Linked DNA regions of Mus musculus: region 1 is linked to region 2. Evidence: chromatin contacts called from public Hi-C data. All regions are on one chromosome and are shown on one strand. Each heading gives the region's core, a stretch centred on a gene start, on an enhancer-like site or on the middle of the called end of the contact. The rest is flanking DNA. Distances are from core to core; before and after follow the strand shown. Region 1 holds the start of 1700045H11Rik (RIKEN cDNA 1700045H11 gene). Region 2 overlaps Rere (arginine glutamic acid dipeptide (RE) repeats).

Region 1 (4,728 bases), core at 559-3,058, 390 kb after region 2:
TTTCTGTGACTTTCAACAAAACCGAGTCAAGCTGGCCGTGTTGACTTCATGCCTGTAAATCTCAATACACTGGAGCCCAAAGGATGACCAAGCTTGAGGTTAACCTGAGCTGTGTAGAGTGAGTTGTAGGCCCGCTTGGGCTACAGAGTAAAACTGTCTTAAAACCCACCAAAACTTAAACAAGTAAATAATAAATGTTAATAAATAGTAAATAATAAATAGACAATGTGGCAATGACCAATTTCCATAAGATTAAAATACTACTAAGAGAATGGCCATAAGAAAAGATGGGAGAATTGAATTGCTAGGAGCGTGGGTGTGGAAGCAACCCAGCAGCCCCTACAGGCCAGTAGGGACCATCAGAAAGAGGGGAGGAACCTTCTAACATCCTGGTAGCCTGCCGCTGAGAGTGGGCAAAGCAAGACTTTAGAGTTTTCTTTTCTTTTTAAAAATCCAGTGCATCAGGCCTTGAGTTTAAAGTTAAGGCCTTTGAGTTCAATTAAAAAAAAAAATCAAGTCAATACTGGAAGAAGCAACTTGGTTCGTGGGGCACAAAGTTAATAGTTAACCAGATAATGAGGCCAGCACCTCATTCCATATGTTAAACTGGCTCAATTAGGTGGTGCTAAGCCTATAACTATCAGGCATTCTTGCTGCAGTGCAGGAAGGGCTCTGTGTGCGGACCACAGAGGTCAGCCATAGGTCTGCGCTCTCTACTCTGTGGAGTGCCATTAAGAGGAATTTGTACTAGTCCAAACTGGAGGGCTTCTGTCTGTTTGCCTTTTTTCTTGAACTACTCTGGTTTATCATTGTATTATTTATTTTACGGTTAAACTATAAACCTAAGTTGCATCACCGGATTTCTGCCCCACGAACCCTCCTCCCTGTAGACTTGATGGCGTTTTGTCCTTGGGCATCAGCGGCCACCCTGGGGCCAAAAGACATGGAGAACAGCACTTTGACAGGTAAGCCAAGAGGGCTGGGGGCAGGTTTGGGGGAGGTGCCCGGGATCAGCCTAGCCTTGCTGGAGGCCAAGCCAAGTACAGAGGAGCCTGGAGTGAGGCCTCCCTGATCCTGCCCACACAGCATGGCCCACTGCCCAGTCCCCTTTGTCCTTCACCTTTCTGCGCTGCCCCTCACCTTTCCATTCTGTCCCTTCCTTTCCCACACCGTCCCTTAACTACCTAGATCAATTAGTGAGGTTCTCTATAAGTCCCGCAGTGCCTCACACTGCTCCTCACTGCCCCTCCATCCCTTATTGTCCTTAGCCAGACACTCCCTGCCCCTTCCTGTCTTCAGACGCATTTTGTCCCTTACTGCCCCTCAGTCCGCTGCCCTCTTTCCCAGAGACCACTTTCTTCATGGTCATCCATCCCTGGTTGTAGCGCCCTTCATCTCTCTCGCATCATCACAGCAGTCCCTCGTTGTTCCTCACCGTCCCCCTCCGTTCTTCATCACTCTCCTCGCCATCCCTCGACCATCCCTCGATATACATACATACATACATACATACATACATACATACATACATACATACATACATACACACACACACACATATATACACCTCGGGGTGCCCCTCTCCTCTCCAATCCCCATTTTCTCCCGCTCCCTGAGTTTCTTGGATCCAAGTGCATCTCAGCGTCACTTCCCTCCCCGGGGATGGAAACAGGGCCGCTCACAACCTTCTAAGGAAAACTCGGTGTCCTTAGGCTAGGCAGCTCGCACAGAGGCGGCCCAAATAGAAACGTCCCCTCAGGAGACGAGGCTGCTAGCGCCGCCCGGCGGGCCCCACGCAAACTCTTCGGTAGCGGCATCGCCCCTTTAAGCGTCCGCCCGCCCGGATTGGCTGCGTGAAGGAGGCGGGGCTGCGGGCGTTGACGTCACGTTGTCGCTCACCGTATAAATACGGGCGTCGGCTGCGCCGGCGTCGGCGGCCGAGTGCGAGGCGCGGAGCGTGAGCTGTGCGAGCGAGCGAGCGCGAGCATAGCCTGCGAGCGAGCAGAGAGAAAGAGCGAGGGCAAGAGAGCGGCGAGGCGCCTGCGCGATGCTCGGGCCCCTAAGCCCGCGGCGCTGAGCCAGCCGGGACGGACATGCGCGGGAGGGCGCCGCGGGGTCCCGCTCCCTTGGGGTAAGGGGCCTGGCGGGCGTCGGGAGACGTGGGGCCGGGGCGCGGAGGGCGGGCGGACGGGCGGTGGGCTGGAGCCGGAGCCTCCGGCACTCCGCTTCCCGGGATGGGCCGGGGTGCGTGAGGAGCGGCGGGCCGCGGGCGCCCTCGGCTTCTCGCCGGGGCCATGCACCGGCGCGCACACGACACGTCTCCACAGCCTGGGGCTCCGGAGCGGCGGCTCCACGGTCTTCCCGGTGCAGCTGCGGCCCAGGGATGCGGTGGAACTGCTGCGGCCCCCTCCATCTTCCCTCTCACCCCGCGCACCCGTCGGTCCGGCCCGGAAAGCTTCTGCGAGAAGCTGTCGCGGGTGGGCTCGGAGATTGCTAGTCCCTGGTTGGTACCAGTCTTGAGTCTCGGTGAGACTCGGCGACGAAGGTCATTCCCCTTTAAAAAAAAATATTTGTTTTAATTCATCCGAGTTGTTCCGTGGCCTTTTCCTCTCCAGAAACATGATTCTTTGCCTTAAATGACTTATATATTAAAGGAGTGAAAATGCAGACAGAACTGTTCAAACGCCAAGGCTCCTTGGCAGTATCCTGTTTTTATACGTATATCCTATCTTTGTTCAAATTAATCGTGATTGGTGGTGCTGGATGGGTGCTTCCTCAGTCTTTATTAGGATTTCATCATTGCTTGAAAGAAACCAGTCTCCTACCTGATAAAAATGTGAATAGATTGTTAGTCATAAACTTAAGTGTAGTAAGAATAGAGACTGTAGCTTTAAAAGAGATGTGACGGGAGGTACACCTGTAGCACAGGTAGGGCAGGACTGGTTTCCAGGCAACTGTCAGGGGTGAAGAAAGGTGAGGTATAAATTGCCTTTTTTTTTTTTTTCATCCTGGAAAAAAAAAGAAAAAAGAAAAGTTCTACAGTTTTACACTTCCTTAAGTCTATACAGGTATAGTGAATATGCATCTATTAAGACTGGGACATTTTTGAGTTCACTGTGGTGGCTCTTGCCTTTAAATTTTTTTTTTTCTTGAAACATGGAGATTTTAAGAGAGATTTTACCAAAATAGAGACCAAAGATAATCTAAATACCTTTATCAGTAAAAGAGCAAATTTTGTAAGGAATAAGCTGGTTTCGTACTAACCTGTCAACTCTGGCGGATATTATCAGGTTTGAGAGGAAATACATGAAGATGTTTAAAAAGGCTGGGCACTCTGTCATGGCCTTCACTCCCTCTCCTGTGCACTGGTGGACATTTGCTGATCAGTGGTAAAAATCTCAAACTGTAAATCTGTATCTTGGCAAATAAATCAGATGGTAAACTCCTTAAGGGCTGGAAAATGCCCTGAACAGCTCTTATTTTACACAGCCTTGAATATAGTTCATGTTGATTAAATACATGCAGGAAAGCATGGTTTACATTTTAAGGCTTAACAGGATTGGTCCAAGAACTGATAAGGTTTGGAAAGAAAATCTGTTGTTCCTTGTTAATAGCTGCTATGAAATGTCTGGATTTCTCATATTTTTGAGAGGTAGAATTATTGTTTTTTAATGAGTTGGATTTCCTACTTTGGGTTCATAGTAGATACTGGTGAGCCTTTTGTATGACTTAATTATGTCGTAGTCTCTAGGTGTTTTATGTTTTATGAAACTGAGTCTTTATTGCCACTTCTCCAAAGCTGTACTAGATGAATACTGCCTTTCAGCTCATACTAATAGTAGCTTTTAAAAGCAAGTTCCCTAAATTACAGGTGCACCACACCAGCTTGCAACTGACCTGATTGTCAGCATACCTACATCAGGTTGCTTTGGAAAGGCAAGCAGAGGAGGGAAAGGTGGTGCCCAGGGTAATTCTAGGAATTTGAATGTCCCTGGCTCCCTCTACCAGAGAAGCAGCTCTGCTCCTAATCTCCATAAATATGAACTGGTGCCTCACCATCCAGATGCACGTAGATAGCATCCTTTGCAGACATTTGGCCAGGACATGGGAAAGCTAATGAACAGTAACTAGATAAAAACCATCCACCTGTGGTATTCTGGCATCATTCCCACAGTTTAAACTTGATGTGGATAAAACTGGTGAACTTCAGGGTCTAAACTATAAATTACTAGCTTAACAGGATGGGTGTTAAGAAAAAAAAGTGTGGGATTCAAACTTCAAAAGACAAGATTAGGAGTCTTCATTGATATTTTAGTCAATTCCTTTGTACTGTAAAATTGGAGTGGGACTATTGCAAAGTGACTGATTTCCCAGGCCTTGCTGAATATATCTTTAAAATGTGGAATTCGAGCCCTTTTCAGTTTGGAAATAGGATGGTTAGCTTCCTGCTCAAAAGCTCTTACAACCCATAGCTAAGAAGAAACTTCACAAGTTACAGATTCTTAATTCACATGTTCTTTTCTGGCCTCGTCTCATGGCTGGCTATGTTATTTAAGAAATCAGTTCTTAGCACTGTGGCACACACCTTTAATCCTAGCAGTAGCACTAGGCAGAGGCAGGCAGATCTCTAAGTTCTAAGGCCAACCTGGTCTACAGAGTGATGTCTGGACAGCTGGAGCTACAAAGAGAAAGCTTGTCTGGAAAACCAAAACAAAAAACTAAATAAAA
Region 2 (4,942 bases), core at 143-2,642:
AATTTGTCCTAATTCTACTGATGATGGGTATTTAGACAATTGCAAAGATTCCAGCATATCTTCTGCAGTGGGCGTTCAGATCAGTGACAATACAGGCTGTTGGAGAGTAGTCGCGGAGTATTGAATAGTAGCTTCATTTGACTACTTGTCATTTGCAAAGTGTCATATTTTTTTTCTTTCTTCCTTTCTGTTTTGTTTTGTTTTTCAAGACAGGCTTTCTCTGTGTAACAGACCCTGGCTGTCCTGGAACTCCCTTTGTAGACCAGGCTGGCCTCGAACTCACGAGATCACCCTGCTTCTGCCTCCCGTGTGCTTTGATTAAAGGTGTGTGCAGCCAAGTGTCATATTTCTTTCTAACAGCTGCTCAAATGCACGTTCTTTTCATGTTCATATGGGATACTTACCACAATGACTGTGTTAGGTCATAGTTTCCAGGATGAATGGAATCTTTGAGAGGTTTCTTGAACAAGCTGAGCCTCAGCTGAGCAAACAAGGCGAGACAGCTGTATTTGGGGTTCTGATTCAGTCTTCTTATAGGTAGAGAGTTTTGTGTGACAGGTATATCCAGCCCTTGGCATTTGGCTATGATATTGCCATCTACAGAGTTCTTGCTTGAAACCTATGCAATTGAGTTACAAAAAAGAAATGAAGAGGAAACAATCTCATATTTAAATCATTTATGATCTCGTTCTTGGCTGCAGGGCCGAGGCATCAGTTTAAATGCTTGGTCGTTATGGTTACTTCCATCCCCCTCCCCCCCCCACCTATGAAGCAGCCAAAGCTGTCTTTCTAGCTTTTTCTTCCAGCCTCAGAAACTTTTGAGAAGACTACTAATTTTAAGGAATATAATAGCCAAAGAAATTAAACAGCAATGTAAATAAGTGTTGTTTGCCTGGCGTCCTGTGCTTACTAAATGGCAGGTTTCATTGCTCCTGACTTTTTTCTTTGGTCCCCCTGCACTTAGTGATTATCTATCTGACTTAGGGCCCAGGAGTGGGCCTGCTGCTCCTGTGGAAAGCAAGCTTTACAGGCTCTCTGGACGTCCCCATCCCCGGCTGCTGTCACTGACCTTTTCTAGAACACTCAGTCCCTAGCAGGCGCTCGTTAAATACTGATTGTATGGTTTGATGAAAGAATGCCTTAAAATGAATTAGCACTTATTTTTGCCAGTTGTTTTCACTTATTTCTGTAAGTAATCTTCTCTGGAAGTTTCTAGAGACATCTTTACCTGACAGTTGGTTTGACCTTCACCTGGAATTTGGTTTGTCTGAAGTTGTTCCTGGTGGAGATGGCTGCACAGCAGCTCCATAGAATGGTGTGTCCTATAAATGGGAAGTGTGTGGGAGAGCGGAGGATCAGGGCATCACTTTCTAGTAATCTTGAAGGCCAGCTGTCTCAGCATGGCCGTGGTGGCTCTGAGTTGTGGCTTTGTGGTAATGGAAGTGGCCCCCATCTTATGTCTGGGCTGATAACACAAATTCGGTGCATGACTCAAACTTATTCAGCATTACAAGTAATTTTAGTTTATGTAAATTATATCTCAATAATTAAAGAATAGCCTAAAATTAAAACTGGTTTTTCAAAAATGAGGACAGTGATTTCAAAGAAAAAAATCATTCTAAGACATTAGTGCTGGAACATGATGAAGTTTTTTGACAAAAATCCCTATTTTAAAATGTTTGTGACACTTCGATTTCTCCATTGCCATCCCCACCCCCACACTTAAAAAAAAGAAAAGAAAAGAACTGAACGTTTTCCCAGCTCTGCTTACACTTGAGTGAATACACTAATCGATTACCCAGGGATTAACAAAGCCTTCTCATTTCCTGCTTCCATTTCTCCTCTGCAGCAGCCAGTGGCCCTTTGTTGTCCTACATGTGGAGTGAGATAAGCTTCCAGGGCATGTTTGTATTAGAAAAATGGTGTAGATGGAAAAGTTATATAAATAGACCAACAGGTATTAGAGGTTACAGTCTTTGTTTTCATTTGAGTAAGTAGGAAAAAGAAATATAATTAAGACATCTAAAACAAGAAAAACTAATTTACATAAAATGGGAAATGTAATGTTTCAGTGTTTCTACTGATTTTCTCATTTCTTAACCAGCTATTTGAATTATTTATGACCAGTTAGGAGTGTTAGCTGTAATTAGATTTCTGTTATTATGTGGGCAAACTTTAACTTAAAGCAGTGGCTTCTAACCCTGCAAGTCTTAAATGCAAATGTTTGCTCTGAAAGTTATTTTCCCATGTTAACCAGGCCTACTATCCTGAAGCACAATTCAGAAAGCAGCAGAACAGGAGGCTCAGCTCTTGGAACCGGGCAATGTTGCCAGGCTCCTTTAAAGTCGATGTGACTGGTGGCAGGGGGCCAAATGTTCCAGCTCCAGAAGAAAGTGAAATTAAAAGTACTGTTCATTTTCTGAATTTGGTTTGTTGAAAGTATAGTCTTGCTGACCGCGGTGGCACACACCTTTAATCTCAAGGATCAGGAGGTAGAGCCAAGTGGATCCCTGTGAGTTTGAGGCCAGGGAGTTTCAGGACAGCCAAAGTTAGTTATATAGTGAGAACCTGTCTCTAAACAAAACCAGGGCTGGGAAGATTGCTCAGTAGTTAAGCACACCTTGCTCTCCCAGACCTAAATTCAGTTCCCAGCACCATAGCAGGTGGCTCCCACTTATCTGTCATTCCAGTTACAAAGGCATCTGATTCCCTTGGCCTCTGTTAATTTAAAAATTAACCCTGGGGACCGGAGAGATGACTCAATGGCTTCCAGAGTACCTGGGTTCAAATCCCAGCACCCACATGGCAGCTCAGAACTGTCTGTAACTCCAGAATATGATAGTCCCACACAGACATACATGCAGGCAAAACACCAACACACATTGAAAGAGAGAAGGAAGGAAGAAAGTAAAGAAAAGAGGAGAGGGAGGAGAGGAAAGAGAGGGAGAAGAGAGGAAGAAATTGGGGGGAGGGCCTCAGTAATTTTTAAGATTTTACTCAATGCCTGGGTATGGTGGCACTTTTAATTTCAGCATTCAGGAGGCAGAGGGAGGTGGATCTCTGTGATTTTGAGGCCAGCATGCCTGGTCTACATAGTGAGCTCCAGGCCAGCCAGAGAACCTGTATCAGAAAGACTGATTCCCTGGGATTAAGAAACTTGAGGACATAAAACAGTGTTGACCAATACAAATCTTCAGAATATTTTGCCATCAAACTTAAGAGTAGTCTCTGAGATACATCTTTAGCCGTGAGTTGGTCATTTTAGTTTTTAAAATCATGTGACCCTGTGATCATGAGATGTCAGACTCAGCTTGTATACCTTCTAGTGTTTCCATGCCCTGCGGTCAAGGTGTCTTCACTGTTCTATTGTTGTAAAGAGACACCATGACTACTTTATGTAAGAGAACATTTACTCACAGTTTCAGAGGGTTGTCCACGGCGATAGCAGGCACGGCACTGGACAGTAGCTGAGGGGGTGCTGTGTACTGTATCAGAGGGGGGCAGAGGCTAGACCCAACCCCAGTGACACACCTCCAAGAAGGCCACACCTACTAACCCTTCCTAAACCATCCACCCACTGGGAACCGGACCTTCCAATGTCTGAGCCTGTGTGTCCATTCTCAGGCAGAACCCCAACTCTCCACCTCTGCTTTACACCCCGTAGCTGGTGTTAGGGAGTCCTGTGACTTCCCTCTTTGTTCCTCTACTTGGGTGTCACCATTACTGTCAACTGCCGCTCAGTTATTAATAAGATGGCAAATTTAAACTTGTTAAAGCTTGAGTTTTGATAAAAGAAGTTCTTAAAATAGTCAAGCTTTGGTGGAAACTTAGGGAAACCAAGCAGCTTCCTACTAAGTTGATTGTGAACAAAACATTTTCTCTCCCTGTAATGGGAGAGATTCTATGGATCAAATAGAAAATTTGTGATTATGTTTATCTGGTATGACTGTAGCTCCTGGAGTAAACATAATATTTATATGGGAATTACTTTTTAGTTGCTTATCCTGTAAAATTGAGCCTCACAGCCCAAAGTTTGGACTTTTTCAAAGCCTGTGTTTAATTTAGTACATTAGTCAGTATCTTCCAGAGAGACAGAACCAATAAGAAGTGGGTAGGGCAGGGTGTGGTAGGGATGGCTCCCACCATTATGGAAGTAATGAGGTTTTACCTTGGGCCCCCTGCACACTGGAGACCTGGGGAAGCGAGTAGCATAGCTCAGCGGCTCTGGGGACTTGAGAGTCAGAAGCTGTAGATGCTGTGGAGCTGAGGTCACCACCCTCTCAGCTCCAGGATTGGCCTTTGCTTTGCACTTATTTTGTACAGGCCTTAAGCTGATGGGTTCACACTGCCATTGTTAAGGTCACTCACTCACTGGCCTCCAAAGGTACCTGTACAGACACTCACAGCTGAAGTACATTGCTGTCTATCCTTTAGCCACTCAAGATACCGCGTATTAACCATGCCAGTCAAGAATGCTGTGAGTGGCAGATGGCCTTACTTTGCTGTGTTTGTCTCACATTTCAAATCTCTTTGCGTATATGCCATCCATGTGTCTTTACTATTAAGGACAACACAGCCAAGCATCATGCCATGCACCTGCAGGCTTGCACTTGGCAGTGGAAACAGGACAAAGAGTTGAAGAACAGTAAGTCCAGTGATAGCCTGTGGGCACACACCCCTCGCCCAACCCAGCAAATAGCCATACCTGTCTTTGGTGGGTTGCTTAGCTCTGTGGTGTCTGACCTCCTGACCTTCATTTTTGTCTGAATCTCAGATAGTGAATGGGAAAGTCTTTACTTCCTACTGTGTCTTTTTTTCTTCAGAAATACTGCCCAGGGTACCTTCATCCTGGAAGTGTCTCTTCTTAGTTCGGGACTTAGTGAAGGTGATAAATTTATGTGAGGTTTATGTTTGTGTTCAGTTGTATCAATAGTAAATAAAT

What was found. A called contact is a pair of places that touch in the nucleus more often than the background predicts.
Region 1: a contact with region 2 is called in a Hi-C map of the HPC-7 cell line, with 1.9 times the contacts expected there. The contact joins the promoter of 1700045H11Rik here to the enhancer-like site in region 2. A contact is called at or near these places in 1 of 484 Hi-C or Micro-C datasets (the HPC-7 cell line) and 1 of 115 datasets of contacts at active chromatin or transcription factors (astrocytes).

Annotation. Positions count from the first base shown.
Region 1 is chr4:150,853,141-150,857,868 of GRCm38.p6, forward strand. 1700045H11Rik (RIKEN cDNA 1700045H11 gene) reads right to left here and starts at 1,809. Exons shown (of 4, transcript NR_040649.1): 1 at 1,686-1,809. It overlaps Errfi1 (ERBB receptor feedback inhibitor 1), which reads left to right and starts at 1,930. Exons shown (of 4, transcript NM_133753.2): 1 at 1,930-2,131.
Region 2 is chr4:150,460,204-150,465,145 of GRCm38.p6, forward strand. The region is part of intron 4 of Rere (arginine glutamic acid dipeptide (RE) repeats); the gene reads left to right. Gm52709 (a long non-coding RNA gene) reads right to left here. Exons shown (of 2, transcript XR_003955312.1): 1 at 3,418-4,942; 2 at 1-619. Among named protein-coding and RNA genes, the nearest start is that of Gm52709, 4.8 kb to the right of the region's middle. Within about 2 kb of position 1,393, at least 56 of the 459 cell types and tissues checked have an H3K27ac peak or open chromatin away from gene starts, as enhancers often do. A contact at or near this core is called in the HPC-7 cell line and astrocytes, where this site is marked.